Linked DNA regions of Mus musculus: region 2 is linked to region 1. The links are chromatin contacts, called in public Hi-C maps. All regions are on one chromosome and are shown on one strand. Each heading gives the region's core, a stretch centred on a gene start, on an enhancer-like site or on the middle of the called end of the contact. The rest is flanking DNA. Distances are from core to core; before and after follow the strand shown. Region 1 holds the start of Polg (polymerase (DNA directed), gamma). Region 2 holds the start of Tlnrd1 (talin rod domain containing 1).

Region 1 (4,387 bases), core at 1,411-3,910:
TGCTTCCGTCCAGCCACCCAAACCTGCTCTATCTTTTCAGACGATGGCTTGCTGTTCCCCTGGACTCTGGCCACCACGTCACATGAGCCCTGTGCTTCTTATCTCAGCTTCAACTAAGTCACCGAGGACGAAACCATCTAGATGCGCTCGTTCCAGCCAGGAGTGCCTACCTTAGCTATTTAGCCATGCTTTCACCATTTTCAACTGCATATATAACATTTCGCAGCTTTCTTTACAAAGATGGAGCTTCCAATAGGAATAAAGAAACTGCCAACTTTTTTTTTTTTTTTTTTTTTTTTTTTTGCTGGCCATGCCTGAAAGCATTAAGGCTGTAAATAGTATTTTAATCCTGGAACGAAGAAGAATAAAAAGGGGGAGAAACAGTACTGCCATCATTGCTTGAAAAAGAAACCTGGGTAGCACTTAGAAAGTTATTTAAAAAGAAAAGGAAGAGACTGGATATACTTCTTTGAGACCAAAATCTCTACTTAGGAGGAAGTACTAATTCTTGGCTGGGGGGTGGGCAAGACTAGGCTACCTTCACGGGCATTCGGAAAGATCTGGCATTTACGGAAGACACTGGGGATGTGAGCACTGTAAACCGCCTAGAGCAATCCCACCTCAGGAACACCTTCCTGTGCAAACTAACCGTCGGCACTCCCAAAACCAAACACGGGACAAATGGCTTTTCAGACTAACTTCTCACGGAAGCTTCTTGGGGGTCAGGATTGAGGCACAAACTCGTGGTCATCTTAAATGGTCTCTCAGTCTGTCTCAAACACAACACGGTATCCTCCGAATGGGCCCTGATATGCGCTTGGGTGTTGCCTGGAGCCTATGCACCTTCCCACCATAGCGAGCCTCACAGAAGCAGGATTAAGCAGGTTGAGTAACCTGCACACAGAGGGAACTCAGAAAATGTTCTCCGAACCAAACCATTAAGCTGGGCCCCCTACAAACGGTAGTCCCCTGTTGCTAACCCCCGACTTACCAGGCCGAGGGGGATATGGCCACCGCCAAAGTGGGGCAGGTTCCCTCTGCCAAGCAGACCTCCACGTCGAACACCAGGGCCCGCTCCTCGGGGATGGCCACGGGTTCGGCCTCCCCCTCGGGGCCGTACCGGGTCCAGCCCTCCGCCCAGGCCCAGCTCTTGGGCTCGGGGGGCAATTGGGCCTCCAATAACGAGGCGGCCGCCTCCAAGTAAGGCAGGCTCTGCTTCTGGGCCAGGAGGCGGAAGTGCTGGTCCAGGTTGCCCCCGAAGAGCCGGGGCAGGCGCAGCTCCACGTCTGGCAAGGGCGTGGCCGGCTGCCCCCAGAGCCCGTGCTTCTGCAGGTGCTCTACGCTGCGCTGCACCGCGGCCTCGTCGGGCATTTCCCCGCCGCACCCGAAGATCTGCTCGTGCAGGCCTCTCGACAACATCTGGATGAGCAGAGGGTTGAGCCGCAGCTGCCCATTCTCGGAGGAGGGCATTTGCGACGGCGGCCGCCCGTCGCTGGGGACGGGGTCGAGGACGGAGCTGGAGACCCAGCGCGCGGTTGCTGGTACTGGCCCTGAGGCGACCTTGGCGCCAGCCACCTTCTTCCAGAGCAGGCGGCTCATGGTTGGTGCAGGGAGCCCCCCGCTGTGAGTCGGGGCACCGGGCTTTGGGCTCCAGCTTGACTGCTTTTAGTGGCCGAAAGACTCAGAGAGAGACGCGTCCCCTCTCTGTGCTCCTGTCAGTGAAATAGGTCTCACCATGCCTGCCTTCCTCACACAAGTCCTAAAGGAGACAGACGATAAAAGTGTTATTACAAGTGTCACGGACTTGAACAAACCGCTTATCCCGCAACAAACATCTGCTGCGTGCCAAACAAGCATTTTCTCCACTTGATCTTAGCCAAAAGGCCAGAGCGGAGTAGGGACATTTTTCTGTTACGCCTCCAACAACCTTAAGAAATGGCACTGCCCCCTCCCGAGGACAGGGCCACACCGGCTCGGCAGTTAACTTGGGAGAAGCCGCTGGAGATGCTGAAATGGGGAGACGCAGACAGACCAGGGTTCTGGCTCTCCAACTGCGTGACCTTGGCCCAGCTCCTTAGGCCCCGACCTCCTCCTCTGTAAAATGGGGTTAAGAACTCTAGAGCCACGGGCCACTGCTGTAAGAGTGGCAGAGGGCGCGCTCGTCGAGTGGCCCTAACCCCAGTAGGCGCTCGGCAGACAGCAGTTGCCAGTCCCACCCCGCCGGCGGCCCGAGGGCCTAGCGCCCCAACTTCGAAACCCGCCGAACGAGCCACAGCCTCGGGGTCCGCACCCACACCCGGGCGGGCCTAGGGCGCCCTGGTCGGGGCGTCGGCGGCCACCCCCGCACGCCGGGACACAGGGTCCCCGCCGCAGCCGCCGCCCTGCTCCCGGCCCGGCTTCCCGAGTGGAGAGGGAGCAGCCGCGCCCGGCCCTCCCCCTGCCGAGCCCGCCGGAAACCTCGGTCCGCTTCGCGCTTCCCGTTCTGCGGCAGCCCACAGCCCCGGCGACGACGCGGCGTCCGCGGCGCGCGGCCCACGCAGCCTCAGGGTGGCGTGCGGTCTCGGGAGCAGCCGCAACTTCCCGTCTGCGCGAACTGGGTCCCGCGGCTACCCAGAGGCAGGCGGGAGACTCCCCCGAGCGTCCAATAAGAGCGCCGCCAATGGAGCCGCCCGCCCGCGGGGGTGCAGAGGGACTTCCGGGTGAGGTCCTCCGCTACTTCCCTCCCCACGGAAAAGATAGACCAGTCTGACGCGAGCCTGAAGGCGGCTACACGCTTTAAGCTAAGTAAAGGCACCTTCTCGCTGGCGGCCGCGTGGCCTAATGGATAAGGCGTCTGACTTCGGATCAGAAGATTGCAGGTTCGAGTCCTGCCGCGGTCGACTTGTATGTTGTTTTTATCTGTCAGTTTGTTAATCCCAAGATTCCCTTTGGAAATAAAGCGAAATTGACCGTAGTGGTTATGACCAACTTCTAGTCTAAACTTAATTCTTGGAACTCAAGGATCTGAGCAAACAACTGTCAGGGTGACACATTGCTTAAACGGTGACAGCGGTCGAGAGCCTTGTCCCGGATGGAGAGTGGAGCAAACGGAGCACGTGCCGTCCGAAGTCTAGATTTGTCACCTATGGACCGCAAAGGCTAAGCCTCGATGGAGTCTCCTCCCTCCTATCCCGGACAATGATGCTGGGGGTTGATGCTGTTGAGTCCGATTGGTCGCGCCCACCGGGCACAGCTGAAGCACGTCCCGCTTCAGAGATCTGTCAATCTCTGGGTCCACCTCCCGTTGCTCCGGTTGTTTCTGCTCCCAGCTCTCCGTAGAGGGTCAGCTGCAAAGGGTCAGGCGAATATGGCCTGGGTGAATAACTGGGACCCAGGGATTCAAGTCGAGAGTCCCGTACGAGGAAAGAAAAGATCAGGATTGCTTCAGGCAGACTAGGGGGCACAAGCAGCTGATTAGGGAAAAAATTCGGACCGCGCTGAACGGCAGCCCCCACTTCCAACCAGCGAGACCACCCGGACGCTGAGAACTGTGTACAGGAGAGAGGGTCTTTGACTTTTTTCAGGAGTCGCTCCTCTATCCGCTTTTCCTGTCACTAGCAGCGGCAGGGACTCATACAGAACCCTTCTCCTTTCTCCTTTTCTTAGTTTCTTCCCCCTCTTTTGTCTGTCTGTCTGTCGGCCTGTTTGCTTGTTTGTTTGTTTTTAACGATGAGGTCTCACATTGTAACTTAGAACTTACGCGGTAGCCCTGGCTGCCCTCCCGCCTCAGTGCTTGAACTACAAATATCCACAATCTAGCTCTCCAGCTGAGACATTCTTATACATTTTTCTAGATGTACTTAATAGACATAAAGTGATTTTTGTTTGTTTGATTGGTTGGTTATCAGTTTTATATATATACACACACAAACCAGAGTCAACTAGATAAGAGATTCCTTATTTTGTGATTCTTCTTGCTTTTACATAACTTTGCTCAGTTTATTTTGCTATAAGGTGAAAAAGGAGAGGCTCTTAACTCAGGAAGCCTCCGAGCAGGAAAAACAATTTCATTTTTATTTCATAGTCTCCTACTGAAATTCAGTGTTCTCTTCATCTGTGAGCCTAGGCAAGCTGCCACGTGGCGCTAGCCATACCCGTGCCTTGTTCTCAACGGTGTTATACTCGCTGTAAATTTTTCAAAACTTTGATTGCAGCCATTGGAGTTTCAAAGAGCGGTAGCTGCGAGGAAGAGCCTAGAAACTGCGATTTAATGGACTAACAAACCCCGCATCATCAGGAAGCAGTGATGCACATCTTCAACCCCAGAACGCTGTGTTGGAGCCCTCCCCTGGGCTGTGGGAATAGCTCAGTGGGGGGAAGAGCATGGCTTGCAAGAGCGAGCACCTAC
Region 2 (4,387 bases), core at 1,264-3,763, 4.4 Mb after region 1:
CCTGCCCAATTGATAACTGAGTTGAGGGGCTCGAGTGTGTAGGGTTAACCCTGCAGCCAGCAGACTACCCATCTTCTCTGTGTCTGAGTCCCTATAGTGGGCTGGTGGACACCCAGGCCCTCTGAGTACTTGATGATTGCATGGCCCTGCCTTCTGGAAAATTCCTCTTGAGCATTTAACATGAGGGAGGGGATCACCTATGGATTCTTTGGTATAAATGGAGAGGGGAGGGGTTAAGTGTCTTCCTTTAGCCTGGGGTGGAAAACAGGTATAGGGGCTGGGGTGGGGGTGGAGCGTGGGGAGTGCTAATTCACAGAATTGGAATTCACTGGCGGTAAAGTCCTGGGTGAAGACCTTTCCCTTAAAGCCTGAGATAGCAGGGTGCAGCCTTCAGACACGGCGCAGGCCGAGTTCCTCAGCCTCTCCCTGTGGTCCGACATCTTGGCGCTCCCATCTGGGTGCTGCGCCAGATCCCTGAGGCACTGGGTCAAGAGCACGCAGGCCGACACCACACTCATGGCACCTCCCAGGATGGCGGTCTGCACCGCCTTGCCCTCAGTGCTCACGGCAGCTGCGCGACCCAGGAATTGAGGCTCGGTGGCAAAGCCCACCAAAGCGCTCACCGCCTGCACCAAGGGCCCACTGAAGAGCGCGCAACGACTGCGGGCCAGCTCGCTGGGTGCCGCCTTCACTTCGCGTACGCATGCTAACAGCGCGGATGCACTTGTGCTCATGCACTTGACGCCCAGCTTGAACTGTTCGCGAGAGAAGCGGTCCCGTGACTTGTCACTGGCCAGGGCGCACGCATCCGTCAGGAACTTGAGGTTTCGAGACAGGCCCTGCGACACCTCCAGCAACAGCTGTGGGGTCATGTCCGCCAGTGGGGTGGCTCGCAGCACAGCACAGCCTTGTTCTACCTCGTGGCGGCAGCGTGTCACACGGTAGCGGTCCACAAGGCCTGGCTGTGCAGGTTGAGCGCCCGGTGTGGCCACGGCTGCCAGGTAGGCCGCATGTGCAGAACACTCGGTCAGCGACACCACCAAGTCGCCCAGTTCCACAAGACTGTCTCCCGCCTCTCCGAAGCGGCCCATGTTGAGCTGGCTCTGCACGTCGTGGGTGAGGATGGACAGCCCCTTAGTGCGCGCGATGATGGTGTCCCGGCACTGCTCGAAGGACTCCGCACCAGCGCCAGGGGAGGCGGGGCCTTCGAAGAGCACCGGCCGCGCCTCGCTAGACAGCAGCAGCAGGTCGGCCACCAGCTGCATCTTGCCCTTGCAGTGATCACAGATAGATACCAGCCTCTTCCGCGGCTGCGAGCTGGCCCCGCCGACGGCGCTCCCAGGAGCCGGAGAAGCCGCCTCGCCAGTGGGCTTCCCGGCGCTGCCGCTAGCCATCGCGCCCAGGGGGCACTGGCATGCCGCTGGGGAGCCCGCTACCACCGCCGCCGCGACTCAGCTGGCCAGGGCCGCGCTGCCTTCCGCGCACCATCATGCCACCCACCGCGGCGGGCACAGAGATCCGGGTGGCGGCGGCCGGTGGCCGGGCGTCGCAGGGCGGGCCCAAGCCCGCGGCAAGCTCTTCGGGGCGCTGTGTAGCTCGCGGGAACCGTGAGCCGGGGCACGGCAGACTCCTAGTCCGCGCCCCTCTTCACTAGCCTACCAGAAAAGTCCCCGCTGCCGGGCTGTCGCCACCTTCCTGGGCATGGCCGGCCGGGCCGCCGGAGCGGAGAGGGCGGGACGGGGAGGCTGGGAGTTGTCCTTCCTTCCTTCCTTCCTTTGAAATCAAAATCCTCTGCTCCTAGAGGAGCGCGGGCGGCGGCCCCGGCAGGCTTTGCTGTCAGCCGCTGCGCTGCGGCTATCCGGCTCAGCAGCGCACGTGGGCTTCAGGGGCGGCGACCCCGCCAGACGGTACAGGCTGGCGACGGCGGCCGGAGCTGACGCCCGGGGGCGCGCGGCCGCATCTCCTGCTCCGGCTCTTAGGGCGCTGGGCGGCCACTGGGCCGAGGGCGTGGCTGGCTCTGTGGCGGCCGCGCGGAGTCAGTCGGGCGGGAGGCTGCAACGCAGGGTGCTGGGCGGCCGCGCCTTCCCGCCTGGCGGTTCAGAGTGCGCGGCCCGGCGCCGCGGCGGCACGCCCTCCCCTCCTGAATGGCCTGCGGCCGGCGACCGGCTGTCGTGGAGATTCCATCTGTGTTTCCCCGCAGAGCCCGCGGGCCCCGCGCATCCGACGCCCCAGGGTGGTCGGCTCAGAAGGTGAGCGCGGCGTCGCGGAGGCCGACCCGGGCCCGGACTCCTGCCATGTTTGTCAACCAGCAACTTCCGAGCGACCTCCGAGCAACTGAAAGGAAGGGAGGAGACCGCAGGCCAGGGGACACCCGCCTGCCCGCGCACGGTTGCAGTTTTCGCCTCCTGGCGTCCGCCTCGCCCCCGGCTCGCCGCCGCCACCTCGGCCGTAACCTCCCCGGAGCCTATAGGAATCTTTTGTGTGGCGTCACCGCCTTTCGTTTAAATCCCGCTTCCTCCTCTCGCCCTTCCTCCCGCCCCCTCCGCCGATCCCGGATGCTTGCGCGATGCGCTGCTCCTCCCCCGGGAAGCTGGGGGCCGTGGGAGGACGCCGCGCCCAGCCCCGACGCTGCGGCCCTGGGGCCGGTGGTCCCTGCATCCGGAGAGGCTGGGAAGCGTGTGTGGTGGGGAAGGCCCGCCCTCGCTCCGCGCCCAGGCGCTGTGTATACCCTGGGGACACCGGGGCGCAGCCGCTAGTGGCCTTACGTAAGCTCTCAGCATGCCCCAGGACTCGATGCTTCCTCCCTGCCGAGGGAGCTAGTGTAAAAGGTGATCTGTTTTGCTTGCTTGGGGAGGATGCCACTCATTACTCCCGGGATCTCCCCACCGCCTCCGGATTCCAGTCACCTCTGAGATTCGATGACTTTTGCAAGCCCTCCTCCGCCCTTTGTTGTGTTGGACCCTCTCCTGTGGGTGGGTTTCCGTGAAACAGTGAAAAGGAGCTCTGATCACGCTTGAGTCCCCACAGCTTGTTTGACTCAGTGATAGACCCTCCCTGAGGTTGGTCTTACCCCCCCCCCCCCCAGCCGTTTAGGAGTTGTGTGACCTTGGGCAAGTTTTCTCTCCCAAGTTACTGTAGTCAGGTAGTGTATGGTGACCTCGGTTCCAGCTGGCTAGAATTCCAATGTGCCTTGATCAGCAGTTCGCCCTTTCCTGACTCCATCTATATAATGGAATAATAGCAACCATTGTTAAGTAAAGAGCCAGTCTCTGGAGGTAAACACTGTTATCTCTGGGTTACAGGCTGGGAAACTGGTGGCCCAGATGGCTCCCCGCCCTGTAACGAGGAATTAAACGGAGGACCTTGAGCTACTGTACTTTTTATTTATTAATTTAACTGTGCAGACAGGCTTTGAACTTCTGGCGATCCTCCTTCAGGGTCTGTAGTTGGTGATTGTAGGCCTGTGCCATAGGGCTTTGTGGCCAGGTGGACTAAGTGACTCCCTAGGCTCTTAACAACAGCAGTGGCTAAAAGAGAAGGTCCCCTAAACCCACTGGCCACACCCACTCCCTTTCTTTGTGCAGACCTTGTCTGCCAGAAACTCCTGGAACACCTGGGCCTCCTCCCAGTAAAGCACTCTCTCAAGAGCCCTGAAGTCTTCTGCTGGTGCCCAGCACTGCCAGTGTGTGCTCAGCCAATGGAAATGTTTGTTCTTCTGTCTCTTCGTAGGACCTCCACGTCCTACATTTTTAAGCCAGTTATAAGTGTTATTTATAAGTTGGATGGCCTCAAATTTATCGTCCAAACCCCAATAGTTTACAGAATAAATTATGAGTCAAGTTATTAATATAAGTTAATGAGGAACAACCGGTAAAAACCTGGATAGCCGCCCTACTCATAATCAAAAATAATAATTAAAAAAAAATGCCCTTGCAGATGCTTTAGATTTTAGGTGAACCAACTGTCTCTGCAAACTGAAGCCAGTAAAACCAATGGCTCTCTTAACAAGAATTCTATAGGGCTACTTCCTCCCTGGTAACCCAGGAATAGCAGTGAATCCTAAAAAATAGTTTCCTTAACTCTGAGAACCTAAGAGAGGGACCAGTAAGATAGCTCAGCAGGCAAAGGTGCCTGCCACCAAGGCTTCGTTTTTCAGATAGTGTCACTCTTCCTAAACTGATCTTTCCAGGTTCTTTCTTGTTTACCTCCTGCCATTGTTCACTTACAGCTCAAACGCTGGGTGTCTACCATGTGCCAGCCCTTGTTCAAGGCACTGCGCTTACACTATAGATTGTAATAGAGCAGCCTCTGCTTGTGAAGATAAGAGTCCCGGAAGGGAAGGTTCACAAATAAGTGCTCCCAGTTACTGTTTACTCAGTAAAAGCAC

Evidence for each region. Hi-C and Micro-C count contacts between places; a contact is called where the count stands out from the background.
Region 2: a Hi-C map of regulatory T cells shows a contact between it and region 1, with 7 times the contacts expected there. The contact joins the promoter of Tlnrd1 here to the promoter of Polg in region 1. A contact is called at or near these places in 3 of 484 Hi-C or Micro-C datasets (CD4 T cells, CD8 T cells and regulatory T cells).

What each region holds. Positions count from the first base shown.
Region 1 is chr7:79,463,613-79,467,999 of GRCm38.p6, forward strand. It overlaps Polg (polymerase (DNA directed), gamma), which reads right to left and starts at 2,661. Exons shown (of 23, transcript NM_017462.3): 1 at 2,458-2,661; 2 at 992-1,759. The coding sequence starts at 1,599. n-TRtcg5 (a tRNA gene) reads left to right here and starts at 2,807; the gene lies at 2,807-2,879.
Region 2 is chr7:83,881,828-83,886,214 of GRCm38.p6, forward strand. Tlnrd1 (talin rod domain containing 1) reads right to left here and starts at 2,514. Exons shown (of 1, transcript NM_030705.4): 1 at 1-2,514. The coding sequence starts at 1,394. The coding sequence ends at 306. It also overlaps a transcript of Mesd not described here.